Regions from separate parts of the Sus scrofa genome. Here region 2 is linked to region 1. The links are chromatin contacts, called in public Hi-C maps. All regions are on one chromosome and are shown on one strand. The core of a region is the stretch at or near the end of the contact, and the rest is flanking DNA. Distances in the headings are between cores, read along the strand shown. Region 1 has its middle 58 kb from the start of FYN. Region 2 has its middle 64 kb from the start of WISP3.

The links. A called contact is a pair of places that touch in the nucleus more often than the background predicts.
Region 2: a Hi-C map of blood shows a contact between it and region 1, with 5 times the contacts expected there. The contact joins two enhancer-like sites. A contact is called at or near these places in 1 of 47 Hi-C or Micro-C datasets (blood) and 2 of 2 datasets of contacts at active chromatin or transcription factors (alveolar macrophages and skeletal muscle).

Annotation. Positions count from the first base shown.
Region 1 is chr1:77,697,804-77,702,264 of Sscrofa11.1, reverse strand. It overlaps a transcript of FYN not described here. Among named protein-coding and RNA genes, the nearest start is that of FYN, 58 kb to the right of the region's middle. Within about 2 kb of position 1,439, at least 7 of the 83 cell types and tissues checked have an H3K27ac peak or open chromatin away from gene starts, as enhancers often do.
Region 2 is chr1:77,938,787-77,943,435 of Sscrofa11.1, reverse strand. No RefSeq gene overlaps it. Among named protein-coding and RNA genes, the nearest start is that of WISP3, 64 kb to the left of the region's middle. Within about 2 kb of position 1,940, at least 15 of the 83 cell types and tissues checked have an H3K27ac peak or open chromatin away from gene starts, as enhancers often do.

The sequences.
Region 1 (4,461 bases), core at 190-2,689:
AGGGTGCAGCCCTAAAAGGGACACGATGACAAAAAAAATTTTTTTTCAGGGGTTTGAGGTACAGTATTTTAGGCTTCATACCTACCTGATACACATCTACAGCCTGTTGGAGCTTTGTTGAAAGTCTGGTTTTGATATCAGCCAACAAAGAAGCCAAGACAGTGACTGCATCAGTTTTGTTTTTGTTTTTTTCCTCATCTCTACATCAGTTTGAATGAGCACACATGAAATTTATTTGGTAAAAATAAAACCATGTTGTATGAAAAAGCACACGTAAAGCTGACCTGAATATAAATGTTAGGAGATTATGAAAAGAAGACGTAGTAATAGTATCTGATCTCTTTTTTTTTTTCTTTCCTGGTTTTTCTTTCCCTTCTTTCTCTTCCAGTTTCTTAGTTTTTTATTTTGAAGATTTTCAAACCCACTGGTGTGGGAGAATGATAAAGGAAATACGTATATATCCTTTACTTAGATTCACCAATTGTTCTAAATTTGTCACATTTGCCTTTTTTATTCCCTCTTCCAATTACATGTATGTAATAATGTGTAATATATAATATGCATGATATATATAATATGTATTATATATAGCATACAGTATATAAATTTTTGCTACAACATTTGAAAGTTGCAAACTTCTTGACGCCTTACCTGTAAATGTTTCATCAAGTATCTCCTAAGTATAAGGACATTCATCTACATAACCACAATATTATTAGCAAGTAAGAAATTTAACAATAACTCCATAATATTACCCAATATCCAGTCCATATTTAAACTATCCCAGTTGTCCCCAGCTGACTCTGGTATAGAACATCTTACCTTCTGGGCTCTTCTGCTTCTTCATGGTGTTATTGAACTTACTCCTCACTTCCTGAAAATTGTTAGATCTAGAGGCTTGTTATTAGATGTAGGTTAAGCCTCTTTTGGCAAGAGTACTTCATAGGTGGTATTGCATGCTTGATAGTACAGCACATCAGGGCAAGACTTCAACTTGTCCCACCATCCCCAGTGCTAAGTTCAATCCCATAGATAACCATAGATCTCGTTGGTAAACAGACCTCACCCATGTCCAGGTTCACTCTCAGTAAGGCATCTGCAGGCTGGTACCTGGGTCCTTTGGCAACGTCTTGTTCCCTACCCACCTTTCATCCAGTGCTTTGAGCATCATTGGATAGTCCTCACCTGCATCACTTACTACAGTGGGGTAGTGCTTGATCAAGCTTCTCTTTTTTTTCACCTTGTCACTTCTTCATGGTGAATGAGGTAGGCCTTCATATTCTCACAGTGATGATTTTTAAGCCACTTCTTTGATCGTCAGCTAGATTTTGCCATGATAATGGATTATGCTAAACAGTTTTCTTTCTCACCTTGAGAATAAGGAGGAGTAACTTCAACAGAACGCTTACCACATGCCAGGTACCACATAGGCCCCTTACTTAGAGAACTCCTTTCACTTTCCTTTCATTTAGCTTCCCTCGCAACAGCAAGCGAAGTGACTTACTCAGGGTCACCCAGCTCCCAAAGTGCAGCCAAGATCAAGCCAGATCTGTCAGGCTTAGAGCCAGGATTCTGTACTCATTTCTGTTCCCTCCCACCCCCAGCCCTGGCTGTGGCTCCCTCCCTATGGTTCTTGCCTTAGAGAACACCTGCCTGGCTGGTGGGTCTGTAAACAGGGAAGGTCAGCAAGGGTGGGGCTGTGCAGCTGGAGAAACACAAGCCATTCACACCTGAAAGGGGCAGTGCTGCTGGGCCTCTGACAGATGTGGCTCTGCACCACCAGAGATCTCCACCTGGGCGTTAATCATTCCAACTTTTTAATGGTGGCGGCCAATTCATATGTTTTGATACTTTTTAGGGAAGTTGCCGATTTTCAGCACCAGCACTGCTGCTGACTGAGGTTGCCTTGAGTCAGTCGCAGCTTTGTTTAGAAATGGAAGTGTCGGTCTATCTGTAGTTTTGTCTGCTTTTAACATCCTCTTTTAAACAGAAATTAACATTCTGGAGATGTAATGCTGTTTTGGTGGGGGGGTATTTGATTTTTGAAAAGGGAAAGTTGGGTTTCATGGGAGTGGTCTTTATGATACATTGTTATAAAACCTGGAATTTCTTAATTAGTAGGTTAATGGCACAGTAGTAGATGTTTCATCTGTAGCTTCCAAGGAAAGCAAATATAGTTCCCTCTAAATCTCATCTTTAGGTTTTTTTTGTTTTCACATTGTTCGCTGAGCCCTCATGAGGGCAATGAGGTCTGACTGTTTTGCCCAGCCTGCTCTCCGCATTCTCTGTGTATTTAACTGTGTTAACGAACCGCAGAAGAACCTACAGGTTTGTTTCCACGAGAACAGAAGCAGAACTGACAGATAAGTAACTGCACTTCTCAGGATGGGCCTCAGCTGGCTGAAGATAAAGACCTATGAGGTTCAGAGTTCCTGTGTGGCTCAGCGGTAACTAACCTGACTACTATCCATGGGGATGTGGCTTTGATCCCAGGCCTTGCTCAGCGGGTTAAGGATCTGGCTTTGCTGTGAGCTGTGGTGTAAGTTGCAGATGTGGCTCAGATCCCGCATTGCTGTGCCTGTGGTATAGACCAGCAGCTGCAGCTCTGATTCAAACTGCTAGCCTGGGAACTTCCATGAAAAAAAAAAAAAAAAGACCTATGAGGTTAATCCTGATTATTTTTAGCAGAATTATTCTTGAATTTGGAGTAATGGAAAATGACTGCAGTTAAAGACCCTCCCTGGTCTTACTTCATCATGCAGGAATTGAGCCCTGCCCTCCCATTTTGCAGATTAATGACCCGAGGCACAGAGAGGTCAAGTGGTACCCAGGTCAGAACTAATTAGCCTGGGTTTCTTGTGAGCACACCTCACGTTTCCTAAAACTAAAGTTTCTCAGTCATCAGGGAGTCACCCTAATGCTTTACCCTGGGTGTCATCTCATTGCCACACTGTTTATTTCCATCTAGACCCTCCAGGACCCAGGTACCACCACCAGTAACAAGCGAAGAAATGAAGGTTCAAATCAGTGTTATTCAGCTGAAATAGAAAGCAAGAAGCATGTGTAATTATAATTTCCTAGAAGCCATGTTAAAAGAAAGTAAGAAAAAAAGACCACTGGAATTAATTTTGATAATGTACTTTAACCTAATACATATCTAAAATATTATATCACTATGCAGTCAATATTAAAAATGATTGGAAATTTTTTTTTTTCTTTTTAGGGCCTCATCGGCGGCATATGAAGGTTCCCGGGCTAGGGGTTGATCAGAGCTGCAGCTGCTGGCCTATATCACAGCCACAGCAATGCGGGATCTGAGCCACATCTGTGACATACACCACAGCTCTTGGCAACGCCAGATTCTTAACCCACAGAGCGGGGCCGGGGATTAAACCCGCATCCTCACAGATCCTAGTCGGGATTGATAACCACTGAGCCACTAAGGGAACTCCATGATTGGAAGTTTTTTGTAGCACATCTTCAAAATCTCAGTGTGTATTTCACACTCAACAGCACTTGTCAGTTTAGATAGGCCACGCTTCAAGTATCCATAGTGGCTGGTGGTTCTCAGTGTTGGGCAGTATGGTGCTCTGGTGGTCCAAGGTCATACCCAGCCAGATTCTTTCATTGAAATTGCTTGAGAAAAACTTAAATCAGTTTTCTTACTTTTCCCCCAGCTGAGGCCACGTATTTCTGTCCTCTTTATGTCACTTTTTCCCCAGCTAACTCTAATTATAGGGAGATGCTTGGTTTGGCCATAGCCACTTACTCAGCAATTTTCAACCAGTCCTGGCAGCTGGTGAGACCAACATACTCTGCCTTGTAAATGATAGTGTGAAGCGCCCTTCCAGACTTCTCAACAGCAGTTTTCTATGATTTCCTTTCTCTTGGGAATAACCCAGGGTGATTTTTTAAATCCATCCTTTCTTAAAGACCTATTCTAATCAATGGATTCTTAAAATTCATGCTATCTAGTAGTCCCCCCCAGGACCTCAGCAGAACCAGCAGGCATTATCTTTTTTGTTATCTGTATTTAATACCAAATATACCTCTGTTTTGATTCATGATGATTTATTCCTTTCTTTTTTCACTAATCAAATGCTTCTCTAGTATGTCCATCCCATCTTGAGCATTATTTACCGTGAAACTCTCAGAGCGTTATTCACAATGAAACATCCGTAAAGGTCAGATTCCATTTCCACTAAATGTCAAGTCTCTGGCCATTGACTCCCTACCACTCAAAGTATTAGACTGTACAATACTTCTGATATACAATACCAGAAACCAAAAAAATGACAGAAGAATTGGTGACAGGCCCCTAGAGTTTGTTATGATGGCCTTAACCCAAATAGAGACTCTGATTGGTAAGAATTGAAATCTGAATAAGGAAGAGATTGTTCCATATTGTTATTTTTTTTTCTTTTCTTTTTCTTTTTTCTTTTTTTTTCTTTTAGGGCCTCA
Region 2 (4,649 bases), core at 691-3,190, 240 kb before region 1:
TTCTCTTTTCTCCATACCCTCTCTGGCATTTGTAGACTTACTAATGATGGCCATTCTGACCAGTGTGAAGTGGTGTCATTCCTTCTTAAGGCTGAATAATATTCTATTTTACATTTATACTACATTGTGTTTATCCATTCGTGCATTGATGAACATTTGGGTTGTCTCCACTTTTTTTTTTGGCTATTGTGAGTAATGCTGCTATGAATATTGGTCTATAAGTATCTGTTTGGGTCCATGCTTTCAGTTCTTTGGGATATTTATCTAGGACATGGAACTGCCAGATCAATATGGTAGCTCTACGTTTAACTTTTTGAAGAACTACCAAATTGGTTTCCACAGCAGCAGCACTATTTTATGGATGCTTTGCCCCCAACGAAGCACAAGGGTTCCAATTTCTCCACATCCTCACCAATGCTTAAAACTTTCTCAGGTTTTTCGATGATGACCATTCTTTTGTGTGTAAAGTGGTGTGTCTCACTATGGTTGTGATTTACATTTTCCTAATGGTTAGCAATGTTGAATATCTTTTCAGGAGCTTATTGGCCATTTGTATATCTTCTTTGGTGATGTGTCTATTCAAGTCTGTTGCCCATCTTTGAATGACTGTTCACTTTCGAGGCAGTAGGACTTTTCGGTTCTGGCTTGGCCACTTCCTACCTGTGTGGCCCTGAACTAGTTACCAAATTTCTCTGTGCCTCAGTTCCTTTGTCTGGGAAGGTAGAAAAATAGTATTAACCCCACAGGATTCTATGAGGATTGAGTGAGCTCCTGTCTGTTAAGCACTACAGGTAGTGCCATAGTAGACACGCAGTGTTAGATTTATTATTACAGGAGGTGGCCAGGAGTGGGGAGAGATTGAGGATGGGGGCACAGTGAGGAGAGAGTGTCCTTCCACCAGTGTTGGTGGAATGGCCCCAGCCATCTCCTAGTCCAGCCTCTTTATATAACAGGAAAGAAAAGAGATGAAGAGTGAAGCCCAAGAGCCCAGTGGTGAAAGGAGACCTTGAAGCCTCTCTCCAGAGTCCAAGTCCAGGACTCCTTCTAGCAGACTTTCTCTGCCTTCATTTCAGCCTGCAGCAGTTATTGATATCCTCTTGGGAAATGACTTGAACATCTTCAAAACCACCTTGACCTCCTGGTCCTGGCATCCCAAGCTTGCATCCATGGGCCTGCAAGAGTAGTCAGTTCTGAAGCTGGGAAGGGGAGCTGGTGTGAGCAAGAGGCAGTGTTGCCTCCAGAATCCCCTTCTGGGGAAAAGGAATCCTGGGCTGTCTCAGTGTTCAGGGCACTCCAGCTTTCCAGACAGCATCACAGTCCCAGATGACATGTTCCCACCTTTCCCTCTTACCTCCTCCCTGTGGGGAGAGGCCAGTTCCCGCAGCAGAGGAGGGGCTGTGGGACGCCACACAGGGCCAAAGCCTGCAGGCGGCCTCACTTTTCGTGAAGGTCTTACTGAATGGAACCCTGCCTAATTTTAGGAAACTGATTGCTCCATGTCTGCCAGAAGTGCGAAAATGCGATCTGCCTCCCAACCCCCATGGGGCAGGTGACACAGAAATTGATGGATAACTGACTAGGAAATAAGCTGAGGTCACGCGCGGTCTGCTGAAGGTTTTCTCAGCATCTCAGACACAGAACACCTGGCATCACTGGGGCATCAATCTGGCCTCCTCTCCTAGTGCCCAAAGCTGAAGTTCATTTGCAGTTTCCGAAACAGTCCCTCCTCCCGCAGCAGAATCTGTTCATCTCAGTCTCGCGCAAACCACGGACGCCCGGCGCCTCTAACTAAGACCCAGCGAAGGCTCCATCTTCCATCCTCTGCCCTAAACAGCACACCACCATGCGCCCCATCTGATGAAGCGCCCCTTTCTGCACGGTCTGCTTTCTGATGATTCACATCAAATTTCCTGTTTGGCTTCCTCTGCAGAGGCGCGGCTCCTGCTGTTTTCGCCCATCCTCTCGTGGTGGCTCCGCGGAGAATGCTTATCGCACTGGGTCATTTAGCAGCTGTAATTCTCCGCCGACGCCGCCCCAGGCAGAAGATAGTTTCACATTTTAAAATGTTTTGATTATCTCGTCTTTCTTATGCTTTCTGACTTTTCGGCTAGGATTAATCATAGTGCGTTTTTACAACCCTGCCAGGGTCCTAAATGCATCTGTAATAGCCTGTCCGGAAGGCAAGAAGCATGAGCAAGGAGCAAGGCCAGGCCTCCCCTAGGCAGGAAGATGAGGCCAAGGGAACAGCAGCAGGAAGGGTGCCGTCCCCCCCCCCCCCCCCCCCCCCCCCGCCCCACTCAGACACTTGCAGGAACAATTCAGAGCTTTGGGTATTGCCCAGGACAGTAAGGATCATTAACGTGGAAGGCACAGCAGCTGTGGTGCAGAGCGTGGTTTTCAAACTGTGTTCCGCAGAGGGGCCAAGACAGGGACAGAACAGGTGGAGAAAAATGGATAGGCAGGCACTGGGCTGCCTCCCTCCATTCAAGCAGAGCAGCTCTGAATTTCTATGCTTCATCCGAGCTTTTCCTGGGAAGAAGAACCTCTCTGGCCCCAGCGTGCAAACCCCTTAGTGCCCTTGTAAGGGCTCTGTCCTAGAAGGCAGCTCCCTGTACAACCTAGCAACATCGCCTTTGGCAAAACACTGAGCTTGAAGTCTCCCTGCCATGTCTGGGATGGAAAGCCTTGGACTAGGAGATGGCCAAGGTCCTTCCAGTTTGGCAATCTCCTCAATGTTATTTGTTACCCTTGTGTGGCCATGTCAGTTCCAAGACAGAAAGACTCAGACCAAACTCCAGTTCTGCCACCAGCAGCTCTTACCCAAGGTAGACCCCTCCTCCTGCCTGAATTTCAGGTCACCCTCCCCTGTGATCACAAATGATATTCATGACCTTGAAAGGTTTTTATGAGGATGCAAAATAATACATAGACGTTTTCTTGGCCCAAAGTACCTATTCAGTAAAGGGTAGCTATGATCTGTTACAATTTTTATGCATGTCCCTTGACTTGGCCTTCCTAGTGCTAGGAACTTGCCCACTGGGTATCTGAGTGGAAGTTCACCAAGATGTTCACCTTGTTCATACAAGGATATTCACAGCAGCAAGATTTGTAATATAAAAAAAAAAAAAAAAAAAAAGAGTGGGAGGGGGAACAAATAGACTGTCCATCAATCAGAAGCCAAACAAATAAATCAAGAATTAGGCCTTTCTTGGGACTTCCCGTCGTGGCACAGTGGTTAACGAATCCAACTAGGAACGATGAGGTTTGTGGGTTTGGTCCCTGCACTTGCTCAGAGGGTTAACGATCCAGCGTTGCCGTGAGCTGTGGTGTAGGTTGCAGACACAGCTCGGATCCCGCGTTGCTGTGGCTCTGGCGTAGGCCGGTGGCTACAGCTCAGATTAGACCCCTAGCCTGGGAACCTCCATATGCCGCGGGAGCGGCCCAAGAAATAGCAAAAAGACAAAAAGAAAAAAAAAAGAATTAGGCCTTTCTGTATATTTGTATTTTGTGACCATGGATAGATTTGTTCACTGATCTATTTATCAAAGTGAGATTATAGCCTATCCTTTTGTTTACCTCTTCATACTTCTCTATAGTGAAGGTAAGATCAATAAATGTTATTGTTGTTATTTTTTGTCTTTTTATGGCTGCCCCCTGTATATGTAGGTTCCCAGGAAGCCACAGCAATGCCAGAGCCCAGCCACATCCACAAGCTACTCCGCAGCTCATGGCAATGCCAGATCCTTAACCCATTGAGTGAGGGCCAGTGATGGAACCTGCATCCTCATGGATACTAATTGGGTTCTTAACCTACTGAGCCACAATGAGAATGCCAATAAATATGATTTTTTAAAGCAAACATTCTATATTCAATATATATTATACATATAAAGTAAACCAATTTTTCCTATACAGAGGGTGATGGGTCACCCATTTCTACATTTTCAGAGTGTGTAGAAATCCTGGGATGTCTTTCTGGCCAGCTGTCAACAAAGAGCCTGGTCTTCAGATGGATTTTCTCCAGTTAGTCTTTTTTTTTCTGGACCACATCTGCTTCACTTGATGAATTATTTGGTCCTTCCTGGGGTCTTCTCCAAGTGAGCAACTCTCTGACCCTTGCTTTTGTTTTTCTGTTTTACAGCAGCCGAACTAAGAGAAAGGAGAGTTTACAATTCTTAACAGGTCTCAAAACGTTTAACCGAAAGCTCAGCCTAAACATCATCAGAGCTCTCTAAGGACACAAACTCGCCTTCTCCAGTTTCAATGTCGGCTTCTCTGCAGTTGGGTTTAAGATTCGTAAAGAGGCTCTACATCCCCAAGCTGATAATCTGTTCCACTTACAGGAAAAAAAAAAAAAAAAAAAAAAAAGCTTCTGTCCTTATATAGAAAGCTCAGATCTTTGAAGTTTCTCGGTTTTATTCTTAAGATTTCTTTTCCTTACTAGCTTTAAAATAAAATGTTCCTTTTTCAGATATGCAGGTCAGCACTAACACATATTTCCACCATACAGATTAAATACTCTGGCCAATATGGGTCCAAAGATGCAACATTTCTGGCTTGGGAAATACATTTGTCACTAGATTTGTTTGGTCCCTTATCTGTGAACATCCCACACACATGTTGAATGTCACAGTACTTCCTCTGGCTTC